6 separate regions of the Mus musculus genome follow, and all the other regions are linked to region 1. The links are chromatin contacts, called in public Hi-C and HiChIP or PLAC-seq maps. All regions are on one chromosome and are shown on one strand. Each heading gives the region's core, a stretch centred on a gene start, on an enhancer-like site or on the middle of the called end of the contact. The rest is flanking DNA. Distances are from core to core; before and after follow the strand shown. Region 1 has its middle 290 kb from the start of Pvt1. Region 2 has its middle 180 kb from the start of Gm24696. Region 3 has its middle 34 kb from the start of Gm41334. Region 4 has its middle 51 kb from the start of Gm30113. Region 5 overlaps Gm41334 (a long non-coding RNA gene). Region 6 has its middle 49 kb from the start of Gm30159.

Region 1 (3,085 bases), core at 511-3,010:
GTTGGGTGAACAGATTTTAGTACATCCATGTAAGCACACATAGGGCAGATATGGGCTCAACTGAGAGACTCTGTCTCAAAAGATAAGGTGGAGAGTGATCAAGAAGGACTCTCAACATTAACCTAGGGCCTAATCATGCAGATGGCACCGTTTCTTGGCTTTAGTTCCAGGCCTGTTTAGCAGCGGAGAAGTTGAGTTGACCAATCATACATGTATTCATTCCCTTCCTGCCCTTGACTAGCTGCTTAGAAGTTCCTGCTGCCTTGACTGGTTCACTGGCCTAGAAGTGAAAGCTGGAATACTACCATCCTCCTCTGAGTTTCTTTGGTGATCCCATCACCAGGAGCAAAGCAGAATAGTGGGGATAACAGTTTCCTAGGAAATGCTGGAGAGGCATTTCACACGGGAGGAACCCAACATGGAAAATCTAAGAAGAAGGACAAGATCGTCCCAGGAGGAAGCCTTGACTTACCCAAGGTCATATATGATGGGTATGAGTGAACTCCAGAAGTGACACTTCTTCTGTTGACGCCACATTTTGATTCTTCCTTAAATATAGTGACTATGTCACATAGTCTACAACCAACACTGTGCTGGGATCTGCCAATGTCAGTGGGATTATGAGCCTGTCTTCTGACCTCATGCTTCTCTACTTCCTCCAGAGTTTGAGACTATAAAGGTCACCTTTACATTCTATGTCTTTCGTCTTCCTGAGCTTGACCCTCTGCTTCGGAAGACGCATGCTTAAGCTTGCCTAGAAACCCTCATTGCACAGCCCTTTAGTTGCCCCTTCTGTATGACTCTCTTTGTAGACAAAACCACAAACCCCGATGGGCAATTAGAGATTTTCAGTGGCAGCAATTTGGGATGATTTTGGCTAATTGCTGTCCTGTGTGAAAGAGTGGACATCGTCTTTGACAGCTGGCCTGAGCAGTCAGCAGTGTGTGAGGAGAGTTTCTCTTCTGACTTTGAAAGTGGTGGTGGGGGCAGGGTGGGCAGTGACCTGCTGTAGTCAGTCAGAAATGTTGTGTCTGCCTTTAGCCCTGCACTGGCAAACCCCTGAGCTCTGGCAGACACTGCACAGATTAAATAGGCTTTAGAGTATGCAGAGTTATATTCTCACTCACAGTTTAGCAAGTTTAACAAGGGTTGCTACTTTGTCTCAGCTGAACTGGGAGGATCCCTAGACAAGAAAAGGATGGGGAGTTTGATGACCTCATTATTTACTCTCCTAACGTTTGTTGGGAGTAAATTGTGTGGCCCCTTACTTCCCTCTCTCCCTCCTTCCTTGTTTTCTCCCTTCTTCCCTTCCTTCTCTTTTCTCTTTTCTTTTCTTTTCGTTTCTTTTCTTTTCTTTTCTTTTCTTTTCTTTTCTTTTCTTTTCTTTTCTTTTCTTTTCTTTTCTTTTCTTCTCTCTCTCTCTCTCTCTCTCTCTCTCTCTCTCTCTCTCTCTCTCTCTCTCTTCCTCCCTTCCTTCCTTCCTTCCTTCCTTGCTTCCTTGCTTCCTTGCTTCCTTGCTTCCTTCCTTTCAGTTATACTTTTCTGCTTCAGACAACCAAGCACACCACCAGAGAAAGAGGAAATCAGTTTCCATTCTTACTTTCTTCTAAGGGTAAAAGAATGCACTGGTTTCCTCCCATGGGATCCCTTTCCATCTCTGCCAGGGTCATCAGTGGGGTGGTGTTAAGTGCTGTGCGAAGGCTGGGAAGGTTCTTGTTGCCACACTCTCTGCCTGTGGTTTGTGTCACCTCTGGGCACTGTCCTTGTTCTCCTGAAAGCCGTGGTGTTTACAGTGAATGCAGCATGCTGGGATCACACTGTGAAGCTGTAGGGGGTGTCTGAGTTCACATGTCCTGCATTCCAGGCAAATGTTTTTAATATTGAGCAATGCTATGGTTTGCCAGGGTGAGGTCTGTGCTATTGGAATGCCACCGAAAAGGAAAGTCCCGGACAGATAGTGACTCAAATCATCTCCTCCACTCACAATCCTCGGGGCTTTAATTCCTACTCAATTCCCTCATGATAAATACAGCTCCGTGTGCTTACTGACCGCACCGCTCTTATTGGTTCTGATAAGTACAACTTTCCAAGAGATAGGGACGCAAATTGTCATATTTTGTTGAGTCATGTGTGCTCAGCAACTCTTTCCCAAACATTGCATCAGTAATTGGCAGCTCCCTGGTCTCTGCTGTATGACACTCTATGCCCAGGAAAAGCTCTATCCATTTCATGAAAGAAAGAAAGAAAGAAAGAAAGAAAGAAAGAAAGAAAGAAAGAAAGAAAGAAAGAGAGGAAGGAAGGAAGAAAGGTCTCTCTCTGCCTGGCTGTGATAGCCTGCTCTTAAGGAAGCTGAACCCCCAAGGGAGCAAAGACAAACTGCATTTTCAGATAAGTTAGAAAACTATGGCTATTTTACTTTCCACCTCCACTGGTCTCCTAGCAACAAGACAGCTGATGACTTCTACCAGGAAAAGGAAGCCTGGAACTTGGGGGAGCCCGTCTGAATTCTTGCTCGCAGTCTGATTTATTTGAAGCTTGGCTGCATTCTTGGGTGTGGAGACCCAGAAGTCCAGTCATCGGGGCATTCCCTGACCTTCACTTGACCTCCATCAATGCACAGATAGAGGGAAAACAGATGAGAGGTGCTTTCACAAGATTTCTTTCACAAGAATCTGCTTGGTGGGGAACAGATATTTCCTTTGATTTGAGGAAGGGCAGTCGAAAGCCTGCCTGTGACATGGAATGAAATCTCAGAAAAAGCAAGGAGCTAAGTGGGTATCAGAAACCAGGGGTCCTACTGGTGTCAATCTCTCCCTGAGGAGTTCAGGCAGGGAGTTCTTGTGCCCTTGTTCTTACATAGTGTTGATATTCTCAACTATAAAGTAAGGGGATTGAAACAGATGTCCTTTCAGGGTTGTAGGCCTCTATGTGTTCTTAAATAGTTTCCCAAATATACCATTATATCATCAGCCTTTCTGATTGTCTGTCTGTCTGTCTGTCTGTCTCTCTCTCTGTCTCTCTCTCTGTCTCTCTCTCTCTCTCTCTCTCTCTCTCTCACACACACACACACACACACACACACACA
Region 2 (2,969 bases), core at 149-2,648, 800 kb before region 1:
ATGAGGGAGAATTACATCAGTATTAGTTTACTTCCCTGATAGTCTTGAGCCACAGAGTAAGACACACCAATCATTTTGCTACATAAAAGAATTGTGTCTGAACTATTTCCCTTTGGCTATTGTGTTACTTGGTACTTACATGTTACTTGGTGATAGGTTTTTGTGGTGGTAGTACTGATGGTGGTCGTGACGGTGGTGCAAGTGGGAGTGGTATTGTTGAGTCTTGATTCAGAAATCAGGAGGGTATTGAAGTATTCATGGGTTGTATCATTTTGATAACCAGGCACTATTGGGTGATAACACTGATTTCCAGTGTAAGCCAAGAATTTGCAGGAAGTTCAGGATGCCTTTTTCTTTTCTTCTCTTCTCTTCTTTTCTCTTCTCTTCTCTTTTCTTTCTTTCTTTGTTTTTTTTTTGTTTGTTTTTTTGTTTTTTAATGAACATTAGGACCTCATGAGTGGATAAGCACAGGCAACTGAAATTTTTGTTCTCTATAGGGTCCTCCTAAATTCTTAAATTTTCATTGCTTCAGGACTTGCATTTTCACAGGAATTAAACAATGGATATAAAAGAAGAGAGATAAACAATCACACCCAGAGTGACTTCCCACTCTTCATTGTCTCATGCAAAGGAAAGAAATTCTTTGGGTGAGTTCCTTCCAAAGCAAACATCCTGAGCACCTAGGCATCCCACTTGTGGATCACAGTAGCCAGCAGGATGACTCACTGGTATTCATGGAACTCCCTGTTGCCAGTGAATTACACTGAGAAGTTTCTAGGCAGCCACATTGCTGGCGATGAAGAGGTCGGGGGCTAGGAGTTGCCCAAATGGGTCACTTTCTAGAATGGTTCTTGATATACTGAGAACTGGGATCTTGGTATTCTAACAGGATCTTTTCTACCGGTAGCATATGCACTTATAGAGCGAGGGAATTAAAATGCAGTGGGTTAAGTTGAAAGCTTAATGCCATGCCATCTGCAAAAACTCAATACTTTTCAAGCTTATATACCCTGCACTCTATCTAAACTACTTGTCCTGCCATCTGCTTTTGTTCTGTAAATAACTATTCCCAATCCAACTGCCTACTGAACAACTAGCCAATGATTCAGTTAATAATTATAAACCTTAACAATCCAGCAAGCAACCACATACAAAGGAACTAGATATCACTTGTCTGAATATTTGATAGTCATGCAAGACCGAAAATGGGCCTTCTGGAACAACAGTCATGTTGGGAACTGTTGGGGAAGGGGCAGGGTGGGGTGGATTGGTGGGTTTTGAATGAAACGTTGCCTTAACGGTCCCAGTTCAATCTTTCCCACACAAGCTCAAGCCCACATCTCACAGAAGTATTATATCTGTTCACTTCCTTGTACTTCGCTCCAAGAATGAGTGAGTCATGGTTTAAGGACAAATTCTTAACATAGGTGCTACAGGCAAACAAAGGAAAACCAAACGCCTCATTCTTCTATTTCTCCTTTAAAAGGAAACTCATGCTGGAGGCATTTGGGTAACATTCCTTTTATATAACAGCACGAACTTCATCTGAAGGAAGAAACAGTGCAGCTGTAGAAACGGGTAGGTGTGGGATTGCTCTTCTCTCACCTATGACCCTTCCTGGCCGTATCTTAATGTAATACCACAAGTTCTGGGCCAGCACTGAATGTGAAGGTGGGACATGGAAAAAGGACATACAGAAGAGGCAGCATGCTTGTCCTGTGTTAGGACATGATGAGGCAGGCTCTTTAAATGCATGGGTGGCTCAGATAGATGGGCTGGGGTTATATCCTGTTCTGATGTTTATTGGCTGTGTGATTCTGGCAATGTAGTAGAGGACTGCTGTGAGTTATCACACCGTTGGAAAAATCAGGATTATATCAAAAGTTAATAGATAATTTATGTTCAGCTGTGTCTGATACACATAGATTCACTGAACCCTGTAGAGTTCAGTGCTGGCTTCTTCTTCAAGACGAGAAACTGATTTTCTTTGTTTTAGGTTTTTGGTTTTGTTGTTGTTTGTTTGTTGTTTTGTTTGGCTTTCATTTTGCCCTGTATTTGAGACTGAAGAAGAACTTACAGGAATGTTCTAGAAACAGGAGAAATTAACTTGTCTCAACAATAGCTCAGATGTGAGACCTCAGAGCTAACCACACATTAACTGCTTTGTGGTCAGATTAAAAAAAAAAGCATGCAGGCCATCTTTACTCCTAATAATTTCTGCATCTCAGAATATGAAAAACTTTTATGTAATATCTTAGATAGTTTCTATTAATCTATTAATCTATCAATGTCCTGAATAGATTTGGTGGTTGCTCTTTGGAACCATTTCACACTGGTAGTGTATCAGATGGCACTCAGAAACATAGGCAGGCAGTGCTTAAATGAAAGAGGTTCCATTCTTCTCTTGTAGAACAGCATTGTCTCCTTCCAGCCAGATCACCATCATTAATTTTATTTAACAGTCTTTTTGAAGAGACATTTTTTTCACTCGTACTATTTCTACTGTGCCACTTCCTGTGTCAGGACATTCGTCCTTTGTGTGTAACTGTTCTCTATGTCCCCTGCTTTGCTTTCTGAGTTTGCTCCCCACATCTGAACTGGAATCACTCCCTTATTGGCTGTGAGGTGCTATCTCCTAGCAACATCAGAAGCTACACTCAAAAGATCTAACCAACCTGACTGTCCAATGTGAAATGAACAAGGATGGACAAAGATGATAGCAATGGACTTTCAAAGTGGATGGAGTCCCTGAGGTCTCTGCCCTAAACAAGGAACTATTGATAAGTGAGCAAAGCTAGGAGTGGGAGAGATGATCTTTCTCAGGGAAGAACACACTAATTGGTTATCCAACACCAACTGATCAACCTTAAAAGCATAAGTAAAAGGAACATTATATAGTCTGAAGAGGTTATATTTAGGAATATTTATGCATATATGTGTATATGTATAAATGTTTATGTGGGTATGTA
Region 3 (2,819 bases), core at 6-2,505, 710 kb after region 1:
TTTACATTTTAACACATCCTTTATTTGAGCATGGTCACTGTGAAAACAAACAATAACAAAAAATCATGTCCTCTTTTTCCCAACAAAACGTTAGACCCTTAAAATGGGAATTTCTGCTCACCCTCAAATATAAAGCTTTACATCTGATAAACTCATTTGTAGAAAAAAATTAGAGGTTTGTTAAAGGTTGCTTTGTGATCTCTCCTGAGAACATTCTATCAGATCTGCCTATCTGAAGATCCTACATTCCTCCCTGACTGAGCTGACCAGTATAGGCTGTAGTCCCATAGCAACTGTGCCTAAGTAGACTGGCCAGTTTAGGGCAGCATAGAGGGATGAGAAAGTTTATAATTCTTATCCTTTCAAATTGTATGCTCTAATCTTATTTTTAGTAGCAAGATTTTATCTTCTTCTGTTGTTGTTGCTGTTGTTGTTGTTGTTGTTGGTGGTGGTGGTGGTGGTGTGTTTGACCAGGTTGAAGATAGAAGGAAAAGAAAATACTATGTATAAAGTAAAGACTCCTGGAGTAAATTAAATGATTTAGAGAATTTATCCTCCAAATACATACAATGTTAATCTTTGAATTTTTTTTTTGAGCCAGTAAGGAGCTTATTTTTAAAACCCATGTCTCCCTTTCTAATTGGTTCAGATCAACAATCACTTCTACCTTGCAATTGCGCTGAGACAACTGAGAAAAGTATTAGTTTTTTAGATTGGCCAAGAGGTAACACTATTGACAACAATTTGGTCCCAGTTTAAAAAAAAATGCAATAGTTGCAGATTGTTTATTATGGAAGTATCATCTGAGATCAAAAGGGTTGTTGTTGTTGTTGCTGTTGGTTATTAGTTTGTTTTTCACTCATGGGGTCAATATTTAATCAACAATGGCCTGAATTTTGATCTATTTCTCTGTGCCATCAAAGCTGGGAACATAAAAAAGAAAGCATCAGGGATTGGATGAGGTGTCCCATGAAGCTACCATCACTCATTTTAATTTCCATGAAAAAGGCTGATTTCCTTTGAGCCCAACATAATTCCTTGTAGGGTCCATGAGCCTGAACAACTGTGCGTGAGCATGCCACTGCAGTCATCCATCTGGCCCAGAAGAAGATGAGGAGCAAGTGAAATTAGACTATGCCTCTCTGGTTTCCCCTAAGAGCTGCCAATGAATGAGAGCATCAGCTGCACCATATTGGGTGAGTCAAGCCTCTTTTCCTTCACTTAGCACTCTGCATGCAGCCTGCAAGGCACATCCTGTGAATAGGAATGACTCAGTCTTAACAGGTGTCCATTGGCCTTGCCAACCAACCGCCTGTTGCAATAGAGTGCTGCAGCGGCACATTCTCGGTAGCATACAAAAATTGATAAATAGCAGGCTTGTGCCTCCTCAAACAGGGAAGGGCTTGGGTCGGACGCAGGTGCAGAGACTAGATACGAATGCCTAAATGCACCCTGACAACCCCAGGAGGATGTCCTAGCAACTGGCATATCAGCAGCCTGTTGGTTTCCATTTGGTAGTTCTCTTCGATGAGATATTTGAGTTCACTAAGTCCTGTCAGTGAAACGAGTTACAGAATCACATCATGAATGTCCCAGGTTTTAACTTTGCAGGATGTTTTCAAATAGAGAAGCCTGTATTTATTAAACTGTGGGCAAAATTTTACGACACACAAGTGTTGGTGCTGAATATGCCATGTGGATAAGACGAAGCTCAGGGAGTGGGTTCTCAAAGCCACATCATTCCTTAGAGAAGAATCAGTGCAGAATCCAGGTTCATAACTTCCCTTCAGTATGCTTTTAATAATATTCTTTACTGCTAAAATATGGGTTAATATGAATTCCTTAGACCTTTTTAGGAACTCCTGACTGAAATGCTGAATTACCAGGTCTTTGAATTCTTAGAAGATAGTCTTTGTATTCTTGTATCTCTTGCCTTGCCTTTTTTTTTTAACTTCCATCTTACCACTTTTAAAGTTTAAAGTGTTTGTCCTTAGCATTGTAGTCAAGAAGGAAAAGTGATGTAAAAAAAAAAAAAGCACTTCTTTATCACGTGTGCATGTGTGTGTGTGTGTGTGTGTGTGTGTGTGTGTGTGTGTGTGTGTCTGTGTGTGTCTGTGTGTTGCCCTGGAAGTTATACACAGTCCTTCTTCTGTAGCACGTATTCACATAATCACATCTATCTATTGGGCAGACTTAGAATTTACTTCTCTGCACAGATAATGTTTGGGACTTTTATAATGGGAAGAGTTTGAAACACTAAGTTTCAGTAGATAAGTAGTGGTAGCATCCATCAATGTCTGTGCAGTATCTGTGAAATAAAATAGAAAATAAAATGCTACGAATCACAAATAAGAACTGATCATATAAAAAATTTTAAGAGCAAGTAAAAACAAAGTTTATTTTGCCTGAGTACTTTTAAGGGATGATGCTATGAAATGAGTCACATACACATTTTTATCCTAACATTCAAAAACCCAGTAAAAAAGTTATTATTTTCACAAAACTTTATAAGTTAAAAAGCTAAGATATAAGAAAATTGAGATCATTGCCTAATTTCTCCCATTAAAACAATACAGGTTGTGATTCATTTCAAAGTCATCAGAGCCCCTAATTCTACAGTGATTAACTATGACTTTCATTAGGTATTTTAGTGTCCATTTTTAGCCTTTTCTTGTTGAGACTCAATGTGAAATCTCTTTTACAGATCTTACAAGAGCTGAGGAGACATGTTTGGGTTCACACAAATGAGTGACCAAAAGGAGGCTTTCCCTAGTTGCTTACCCTGATGTGATAGAATGTATAGGTTCACTCATTAACAA
Region 4 (3,027 bases), core at 505-3,004, 570 kb after region 1:
ATGAACATATCTAATTGTTTGAACTCATCACTTCTCATGGTGGAAACTTAACTGATTTTTGCATTATGCAGTTGCCAATTGTTATTCATACTCACTCTACTGAATGTCTACCTCTTATTATAGTATAATTTATTACACTTGTATGATCAACTTTTCAATCTTCCCCTTCCCCATCTTCCCAAGCCTACAGGAACCGGCATTTTATTGTAACTTTCTATGAGATCGATTCTTTTAGACCTCTATGTATGAGACAGATCAGAAATGGTACTTGACTTAGTTCATTTGATAGTATCACTTCCATGTTCTACCCATAGTGTTACAAATGACAGGAAAACATCTTCTCTTATAGCCAAATAATATTTCATCATACCTATGTATCACACTTCCTTCATCTACTCATCTGTTGATGGATGTGTGTGTTGTTTTCACTTCTCAGCTATTGTCAATAGTGCTGGAGTAAGCGTGGGACAGTACACATCTTTTCAACATACTGATTTAATTTCTTTTGGATATGTACCCAGAGCTAGTATTGCTAGATCATATGGTGGTTCTATTTTTAATTTTTTCGAGGAACCTCCATACTGTTTTCCATATGGCTGGACTGATTTGCATTCCCACCAGCAGTGTGCAAGGGTTTCCTTTTCTCTACACACAGCACTAGTTATCTTTGGTCTTTTTCGTAATGGCCATTCTTGACTGGGTCGAGGAAACAACTCCTGGTGGTTTTGATTTGCCTTCCTCTGATGATTAATGACATAACCTTTACTAGTGTCCAATCATCTGGGAAGTGTATCCCTCTAGCACACCCAGGAAGACTGGAAGAAGCACAGAAACTTACCAGTTTACTTCTTCTGACTCTTTCCCAGACATAGATCTTAGATTCATGCTATTCTACACCCTTGCCACCCACTGTACTCCTTCCTCTGAATTTGGGATGGCAGCCTCAATAGTGTGTGTGTCTTTGAAAGTTAAAACTATGCTGAACATGGATAAAAGCTAACTGGACACAATTAATCCTTAATCATTATTTGAGATGCAAGCAGACACCCTAAAGTTCAGGAAGCCAGACTTCCTGGATATATCCTCCTTGGGAAGTACAACCAACACTCTTCCGTTTCCAAGTTTTCACAGTTCTGTTGCTGTGGGCACTCCTTTCTGTCTAGATGGTAATTGCTTTCACTTCCTGGGAGCTATCATCCCTGAAAAAGCGTTGCATCCTGACTCAGGATGCTGAGGGCGGTGGCATGTGTGTTACAGAAAAGGCAAAGAATAAATTGTTTATTGACTGTCTTAAAAAAAAATACACCAGATAGGCCTATGTACTTAGCAGATGGGCATCTGGACAGATGACAAATAATCATCTTTTGTTTGAAAATTAAAATAGAACCAATGGGGTAAAAGGTGTAGAAAATGCTCCCTTCTTATTTCCTGAGAGTGGAAAACAAACCCCACCCCGCCCCCACCCCTTTCACTTGTTCAAGAGAGGTCTGCACTTTGGAGCTAGTAAATCTGCTTGGCAGGTAATCTGCTACCCATCTGCCAGCTGCTTCGTTGGCAAAAGGCACATCACCATCGCCATGGCAACTCACAGGCAGGCAAAGGGCACGCAGGCCTGGCTGGAGGCCAAGGTAATCCGATGGCACTGGGCTTTGTTAATAGAAAGAGAAAAGCAAGTGGGCCAGAGCGTCTTGCCTCTGCCTTTGCCAGTAAAGGCTGGACGGGAGCAGAGAGCAGGGCTAATTAACCCGCTGGACCAGCTGTTGACTGCCTCTTGCCAAATCCGACAAGTGGCCAAGGTTTGTCTATTCCTAACCCTTGTCATCTTCCAGGGAGGCTGGACCCTGGGGGAACAAGAGCCTTTTCTCAATGATGTCATCTGAGTATTTGTAGAATTTCCTCTTTGTGGGAAAGTTTTCTGGCAAAGTATAAAGAGACTTGACTTCCCTCGGAAGACCCCGTTTCCTTTTGAATGTTGAAGCGATTTTTTCTAAATGAGAAACAAATCTGGGATTATAGGGAGAAGCAGGATGGTGGGGGTGGTGGGATATCCGTGCTTTAGGCCGTGCATTGTATTAGGAATCCCATCTGAGGCGCCTTTCATCCACCAACATTGCTTAAAAGAGCACACATCCCACAGAATGATGAGTACAAATGAATTGTTTTCAAAAGACCATGTCGTGAGGGAAAGGGAGCTCACACATATTAATTTCTTACGTTATGACAGGAAGGACACGTGTATGACACACCTGTACCCGAATGCAGAGACGATGACTTAAGTCTGCAAGGTCAGGGTTAAAACTGCACAGGGGAACACAGTTTCTTCAAGGTGGAGCTCACTAAAGCCTACATCTGATAAACAGCCTCCTTCTCTTCCCTTCTCCTCTTCTTCCTTCTCCTTCTAGTCCTCCTCTTCCTCTACATCATCATCATTTGCCTACACTAATAGTTCACTGATACAGGATTATTGATGTAATCATCCTGAAGAATGTTTTATTGCTTAAGGAAAAAATAACCTGACAAAATATTTTTATGAATCAATCAGCATGCTAGTGATAAAAGATTTACAAAGCTAAAGAACCTAGCTCGGCATCAATTTTATTTCAGATTATAATCCTACATTGTGTCTTATGCATGAAGCATTTCGTGTGCGTTGCCATTATAATGCAAAATACATGTTCTAATCCCATTTTGTGAAGAAGGCAATTAACATGTAGGAAGCATAAAGAAGACATGTAAAAATAGAGTACAAGACAACAGACTGAGCCACAGTTGAAAATCTGGACTATGACAGCTACATATGTTTGCAACCTTAAAGCCATAACAAGTGGAACTCAGTCTATAGAAGGGAGAAAAAAGGATTCCCATGATTGAGAAACTGAATGAACATGAGAAAGGGCAGTGGAGACAGTAAAACAGGCTGACCCTTTGCCCCTGGAAGTCCACCCACAATCAGGAAACACGAATGTCTGATCTCTGAAGCTAGATTATTTTTTTCCTGGATAGAAATAGTACTTCCAGTGGGAAAGT
Region 5 (3,124 bases), core at 108-2,607, 740 kb after region 1:
GAGTCCAAAGGGCCTCTCTTTCCAGTGATGGCTGACTAGGCCATCTTTTGAAACATATGCAGCTAGAGATGTCCTTTTTCTTCCTGAATGCGAAGCTTAGATTCTTAGTCAGTCATCCTACATTTGGCAGTTGAATAACCATTGGGACAATGTGTATGCTATGGTATCATCAGATCATTTGTTGAGGTTAATGGTAAGATAACTACAATAAACCAGTTCAGGAAGTATTTTAAATCCATAGATTCTGAACTGAAAATTTGAACTATATGAACATCATAAGGTTATTTGGGAAATTTAACATGAAGATCTGAATCTTTGGTTCTTGCTAATGTAGAATGATGGGAGTCAGTCCGTGGATGAGTCTTATGAAGATTTTTTTTTTTTTGGTTTTTCAAGACAGGGTTTCTCTGTATAGCCCTGGCTGTCCTGGAACTCACTTTGTAGACCAGGCTGACCTTGAACTCCGAAATCCGCCTGCCTTTGCCTCCAAAGTGCTGGGATTAAAGGCTTAAGCCACCACACTGGGCACGTTATGAGGATTTTAAGTGAGAGAATTTAAGGTGTAAGTTATAAGAAGCTACCATTTTTACTAGCAGTAAGTGTACTGTTACAAATAGGACCCAGGTAATAATCTCTGATATTCATGATTCTGACAAAAGCATTTCCAACAAGGTTTTGAGAAACTATATAGTATGTAGCAATACAGAAAACAGGAAAGTACTACATTTGTCATAGACAACTATTTCTTCCTCCTTAGCACTCCTCTCTCATTAGGATAAGAAGACATCCTGGGCAGGGTCAGCTAATAGCATTCTACATGAGGCCCTACTCTAAACCAAACTCACTGTCTTTGCTATCAGCAGCCGGCTCCCGATGTGTGTCAATTACAAAGAGAGCAGGGCTCCAAAGACCATGAAGCCCAAATGTGGTTACTGAGCAAACAGGGCTATTTGAAGTGCATTCCTTTCTGCTGAGCTTGGTGTCAGTAAAAAGGAACTCTCTTTTCCTATAGCAAGACCCTCATGTCCTAGTGAGGTTTCAGCCAAGAGTTGTGCAGTGTTGGCAGTGAGGGAGGGACTGGTGGCCACTTGAAATTCTCAAGTCCATGTCCCCAAACACTAGACAGAAAGGCCCTTATTTTTGGCTCCATGCCCTTCTCCAATTTCATTTCCACTGAAGAGTGGCCCAAGCTCTGTGATCTGTTCCATCAACACTGTGGCTAAAATTAAATTTCAGAGTCCTAGTGCAGAATGAGCTGAAGTCTTTTCTAAAGTGCATTCACCCCTGCTGTGTGAGTGTTCTTTACTAAGGAGATGTCAAGAGGGGAGTGTCCTCAACAGGATTTGTTTCTGGGAGAAAAGTAGGAGATTTACACAAGTTTCACTAGACTTTGAGGGGTTAGGAGATGACTAAGTCCTAACCTCAAGATACTTACTTTCTTTTGCAAAGTCTTAGATGTAGATCACAAATTCTACTATGAAGCAGGCAAAATTTCTTAACTGAATAACTAACACAATAACAACAGAGATTCCTATCTGACTCAGTTCTTGACCAGTAGCCCCTTTTATAGATATTGTCTTTCTTGACCTTTATAACATCCCTGTATTTTATGGGATCATGGTCCCTCCATTTGAAACCTGAACAAACACATGCTCAGAAAAACAAAAGCATATTAGTCAATTTAAATGAGTCCAGGATTGCTGTATGTCTTCTTGTCTCAAAATACTACACTGTTTCCTCAAGTAAAATGCTATTCTAGGACAGAGTCCGGAGAATTTTCATAGGGAGAGGTAGTGTTATATCAAATGGCCAGAATTAAAAACATAACATTTTGTGACTTTTTTCTCTATTCATCTGTCTACAAGCCAGATAGCATAGTAATTAGCAAAAGATTTGTTTTCCAAAGGAAGTTAACAACCCTTCCCTCTATCTCTACAAACAATTGTTGATAATGTACATAGTCATTTCTCGATCTCAAACAGTTGCCTAGTCCCTGTACTGCCTGTTACACAATTCAAGATAAGCCCTGTGTGGCAAATCATTGGAAAGCCCCTTCCATCTAGTCAGAAAATTCAGCCAAAGGTAAGCAAACAGTTTGGGAAGATTCCAGAATCCTGAAGTAAGCATGCGATTTAACAGTGCAAGTGCTCTTACACACCATTCAAGGGCCATGACTAACTTCCTGTAAGGCACTTACAAAGTCTCTTGCAAATGGAGGCAGTGGTATTTTGTGTCATTGTTTCTCCTGACTGAAAATAGCCTTTTATTCAGTAACATGCAAGAGGAAATAGATGATCTAGCACATACACTAGGAAATCCTGTGAGCTCCTCACTTATCGGTTTATTCTGTCTATTTTTGATCAATACACCTTACATATTTGGTGAGGAGGCAATGACTCCAAATAAGTGTGCTTATTGCTTGGTGATCTGCCACTCTTGAGGTCTGTAAGATACAGTAATTAGAACATCATTTAAGACGTTTATTTCCTCTTTTATATCAGAAAAATCTATGCTATATAATATGAAATAAAGATTCAATTACAGAGGTTTGAACTTGTGTCAGGGCTTAACCCATTGTCCTGTTCTTTGTTTGTTTGTTTTTATTTGTTTTTGTTGTTCTTAAATGTACATTTTCAATACCTCTACCACAAATATAATATAAAATACTATATTATTAGACACTTTTCTTGTTGCTGTGGCCAAAAGCAACCTTAAGGATGAAAAGAATTTTTGACTTACAGTTACAGGAGAGAAATTCCATCCCAATGGGAAAGGCATGGAGAAGGTGCCGAAGGCAACAGGTCAGTTTGCATCTGCAACCAGAGAGCCAAGCAGAGACAGGAAATTAGGATAATGGTATAGAATGTCAAGACTCATCCTGCATAGCTCATCCACTTCATTGAGGCTCCACTCACCGAAGGTTACGTAACCTTTGAAAACAGGACAGACAACACATTTTTCAAAGACATGAGCCTCTGGAGGTATATTTCGTATTCAGGCAACAGACCATATTTTAATATTCTAGGACAGCAAGATGGCTCAGTGGGTAAAAGTGCTTGTTACCAAGCCCGATGACCAGAGTTGATCTATGAGTTCACACACAGGTCCACATGCATACACATGA
Region 6 (2,946 bases), core at 81-2,580, 870 kb after region 1:
GAAAGGAGAGACTCCATGGGTTAGATGAGTTATGAATACATGGCCATGAGGGCTGGCTTTGAGTTAAGAGCTGCTCAGAGAGAACGTGGCAAATTATAATTTGGGATTATTGATGGAGAAATAGATTCTAATAGATTTCAAGGTAGATACCTACCCAAATCAAGTGCTGATTAAGGCTTATAAGTAAATATAAAGACTGTGTATCTTTTATCTGGGAATTAAGTGATCAAAGGCTGGATAGAAAACTCCATTTGAGATTAAATGATTTCTATAACACAGTAGCAATTTGTTTTAGATTCCTTAAGATGTGATTGACTCACCTGCATTCAGAAGCTCACAACCCAATGAAGAACATACAGATAATTACATAAAATATGCACTTAGTTAAGCAATTATGATAAAATGTGGTGGGCATTAATGGAGGAGCTGAGACATCACAATTAGTTGTTGAGTACTTTGCTCAAGGGAGCCAGAGAAGATTCATCAAACTGAAGACAAGTTAAAGGTAAGAAAGGAATCTGGCAAATATCCACTTAATGAGAAACCAGAAGCCGTGTGCTGGCATCACAGAGAAGTCTACTTCTATGGAAGACATATCACAAAAAATAATAATAAATAAGATAGAAAGTGATCAAGGAAGAGACTCAGTGTTGGTTTCTGCACCACACCTATAAAGTCATGGACACAGACACAGACATACAGACACAGATGCATAAACAAACACACAGACACAAAGACACACAGATACAGACACACAGAGAGACATAGACACCCAGACACAGACACCCAGATACACACACAGACATACAGACACATAGACACAGAAATAGATATACATACACAAACAAACAAACACACACACACCTACACAGACAGAGACACATACACACAAACACACACAGACACACATATATACATATACACATTCAGACATACCGACACTCACACAGACACACACACAGTCACACACACACACACACACACACACACAGACAAATACACAGATACAGAGACAGACACACACACACAGACATACAGACCCAGACATACACACAGACACATATACAGACACACACACACAAACATACAGACACATATACACATAGACACATGCATGTACACAGACAGACAGGCAGACAGGCAGACACACACACACACACTATTACCACTATGTGAATGAGGTTTGTTTTGGGTAAGATGCTCAGATTTGCATCTTATTTTCCCTGTTTCCCAGAAGGGAAACTTGACCTGACTCTTTTTACTCTAGCCATAGGGAAAGTCCGGAGGCAGCCAAGTTTATGCTGGACTGGAAATGAAATGTCAAATGTCAAGAGTCTACTTCCTGCTTGCTGTTTAATCATTAGACATAATTTTTGTCATGTGGAAAATGAGTTCATTATAATCAGACTGGAAATTCATGTACCTGAAAATCTTTAGAAGGGAACTCAGAGGGAAGAAACACTACTGGATAGCAGATACAAAACAATTCTTATCAGTTCAAATCTGTTTTACATTTCATTCCAGACTCTGTGAGTTAGCACCACAACAATGAACCTTTGTAAATTAATGAGGGTAACAGCAGGGAAAGAATCAATCAGCCACTCTTGTTCCTGAACCTTCCCCTTGGTAACAACCTAAAGTGAACCTTGGAGTCAAGACCTCAGACTAATAGCCTGCTTTTTTACCCTTTGAACAGAACAATTAAATAATCACATTCCTCTCAGCCCATTTCCTGAATGTATTAATTAGATTAAAGCACAACTTGTCAGCCTCTCCTGAGAGGAAAGGGTTTCTTGGATCTGGTTTCTCTTGCCCTCCAGCTTCCAATAAGCATGGACAGCTTTCAAGTAGGGGGGTCGGGGGGGGGGGGGAGGCTGGTACCTGGACAAGCAAACTGCTATTCTGTGCAGTTGCTATTCTTTCTCCTGGACTAGCTCACTCATTCCTTTCATCCTAACTCATCTACTATGGCATGTACATGTTTTGATTAGAATCCATTCTCCTAGAAGTTTATTTCTCTGAAAATACAGAAGCCATTTGGTAGCTCTGTGAGGCTGAATCTTGCCATCTCATCCATCTACACACCTGTCCACCCATCCATTTGCCCATCTATCCATCCATCCACCCACAACTTAAGACAGTGGTTCTGCAAGATCCTATCTGTGTGAGCAGATGCAAATTACTTAATCTTTCTGTATTTCTGCTTCTTTGTCTCCAAAATGGTGAAAGAAACAAGCTATACCTGTGTGGTTTCTGTGAGAGATCTTGAATTCATTGCTATGAAATGCTTCAACTACAATCTGGTAGGCATTTCCCAGTCCTAGGATTATAGGATTTCAAATATCAACATGGCTCTATTTCTGCCACAAAATGTTAAAACACCAAGCCAAAATGCTCACACACTAGATTAAATGAAGTGAGAGAGGCATGTGGCACCCTAAAAGTGCAGAAGGTGAAGAACTGGAGCCAGGCTCGGTACTGCCTGCCAAGACTTCTGCAAAAGCCTCTTGTCTGTGGAGGCCTCACCCTTCATTCAGCTAAGTGGCAAGTTCTGGAATTTCAACTTAAAATAGCAGTATCTACTACTGTACAATTCTGGTTTTTTCATTTTTTTCTGTCTATTACGTAACCTTACAATGCATCCATTAGTTAGCAATACACTCTATATTTTCCCTTTCATTTGATTATCGCAACTGTTTACAAGACCACCATAGACACTGCCGGAACAGGTTTCAGATACCGTTTTTGTTAGTTTGTTTGTTTGTTTGCTTGCTTGCTTGATTTTGCTGGGTATGGGATCAAACATTGTGCATGCTAGACAAGTAATCTACTATGAAGCTTCACCCATACACTTGGCATTTTGAGCAAGGTCTTCCCTGTGTAGCTCAATCTGGCCTAGAACTTGCTATTTGTCTAGGCTAGACCTCAAACTCATGCGTTCCTGCC

The links. A called contact is a pair of places that touch in the nucleus more often than the background predicts. HiChIP or PLAC-seq counts read pairs in DNA pulled down with a chosen protein or histone mark.
Region 2: a FOXA1 HiChIP or PLAC-seq map of pancreatic cancer cells shows a contact between it and region 1. The contact joins two enhancer-like sites. A contact is called at or near these places in 4 of 484 Hi-C or Micro-C datasets (B cells, embryonic fibroblasts, fibroblasts and 1 more) and 2 of 115 datasets of contacts at active chromatin or transcription factors (CD8 T cells and pancreatic cancer cells).
Region 3: a contact with region 1 is called in a Hi-C map of muscle stem cells, with 3 times the contacts expected there. The contact joins two enhancer-like sites. A contact is called at or near these places in 1 of 15 datasets of contacts at CTCF or cohesin (the NIH/3T3 cell line) and 2 of 484 Hi-C or Micro-C datasets (muscle stem cells and myocytes).
Region 4: a Hi-C map of the N1E-115 cell line shows a contact between it and region 1, with 5 times the contacts expected there. The contact joins two enhancer-like sites. A contact is called at or near these places in 4 of 484 Hi-C or Micro-C datasets (the N1E-115 cell line, bone marrow-derived macrophages, liver and 1 more) and 1 of 115 datasets of contacts at active chromatin or transcription factors (the NIH/3T3 cell line).
Region 5: a FOXA1 HiChIP or PLAC-seq map of pancreatic cancer cells shows a contact between it and region 1. The contact joins two enhancer-like sites. A contact is called at or near these places in 1 of 15 datasets of contacts at CTCF or cohesin (the NIH/3T3 cell line), 2 of 484 Hi-C or Micro-C datasets (adipose-derived mesenchymal stem cells and embryonic fibroblasts), 3 of 115 datasets of contacts at active chromatin or transcription factors (the NIH/3T3 cell line, embryonic fibroblasts and pancreatic cancer cells) and 1 of 9 other capture datasets (embryonic tail).
Region 6: a Hi-C map of the N1E-115 cell line shows a contact between it and region 1, with 2.5 times the contacts expected there. The contact joins two enhancer-like sites. A contact is called at or near these places in 1 of 15 datasets of contacts at CTCF or cohesin (the NIH/3T3 cell line), 1 of 484 Hi-C or Micro-C datasets (the N1E-115 cell line), 1 of 115 datasets of contacts at active chromatin or transcription factors (embryonic fibroblasts) and 1 of 9 other capture datasets (embryonic tail).

What each region holds. Positions count from the first base shown.
Region 1 is chr15:62,326,666-62,329,750 of GRCm38.p6, forward strand. No RefSeq gene overlaps it. Among named protein-coding and RNA genes, the nearest start is that of Pvt1, 290 kb to the left of the region's middle. Within about 2 kb of position 1,761, at least 150 of the 459 cell types and tissues checked have an H3K27ac peak or open chromatin away from gene starts, as enhancers often do. A contact at or near this core is called in the N1E-115 cell line, the NIH/3T3 cell line, embryonic fibroblasts and 5 more, where this site is marked.
Region 2 is chr15:61,531,538-61,534,506 of GRCm38.p6, forward strand. No RefSeq gene overlaps it. Among named protein-coding and RNA genes, the nearest start is that of Gm24696, 180 kb to the left of the region's middle. Within about 2 kb of position 1,399, at least 64 of the 459 cell types and tissues checked have an H3K27ac peak or open chromatin away from gene starts, as enhancers often do. A contact at or near this core is called in embryonic fibroblasts, fibroblasts and pancreatic cancer cells, where this site is marked.
Region 3 is chr15:63,035,181-63,037,999 of GRCm38.p6, forward strand. No RefSeq gene overlaps it. Among named protein-coding and RNA genes, the nearest start is that of Gm41334, 34 kb to the right of the region's middle. Within about 2 kb of position 1,256, at least 20 of the 459 cell types and tissues checked have an H3K27ac peak or open chromatin away from gene starts, as enhancers often do. A contact at or near this core is called in muscle stem cells and myocytes, where this site is marked.
Region 4 is chr15:62,901,572-62,904,598 of GRCm38.p6, forward strand. No RefSeq gene overlaps it. Among named protein-coding and RNA genes, the nearest start is that of Gm30113, 51 kb to the right of the region's middle. RefSeq lists an enhancer at 1,123-2,329. Within about 2 kb of position 1,755, at least 78 of the 459 cell types and tissues checked have an H3K27ac peak or open chromatin away from gene starts, as enhancers often do. A contact at or near this core is called in the N1E-115 cell line, liver and myocytes, where this site is marked.
Region 5 is chr15:63,065,179-63,068,302 of GRCm38.p6, forward strand. Gm41334 (a long non-coding RNA gene) reads right to left here. Exons shown (of 3, transcript XR_875378.1): 2 at 2,740-2,813; 3 at 2,322-2,443. Among named protein-coding and RNA genes, the nearest start is that of Gm41334, 4.0 kb to the right of the region's middle. RefSeq lists an enhancer at 524-2,433. Within about 2 kb of position 1,358, at least 43 of the 459 cell types and tissues checked have an H3K27ac peak or open chromatin away from gene starts, as enhancers often do. A contact at or near this core is called in the NIH/3T3 cell line, embryonic fibroblasts and pancreatic cancer cells, where this site is marked.
Region 6 is chr15:63,192,746-63,195,691 of GRCm38.p6, forward strand. No RefSeq gene overlaps it. Among named protein-coding and RNA genes, the nearest start is that of Gm30159, 49 kb to the left of the region's middle. RefSeq lists an enhancer at 1,192-2,043. Within about 2 kb of position 1,331, at least 20 of the 459 cell types and tissues checked have an H3K27ac peak or open chromatin away from gene starts, as enhancers often do. A contact at or near this core is called in the N1E-115 cell line, where this site is marked.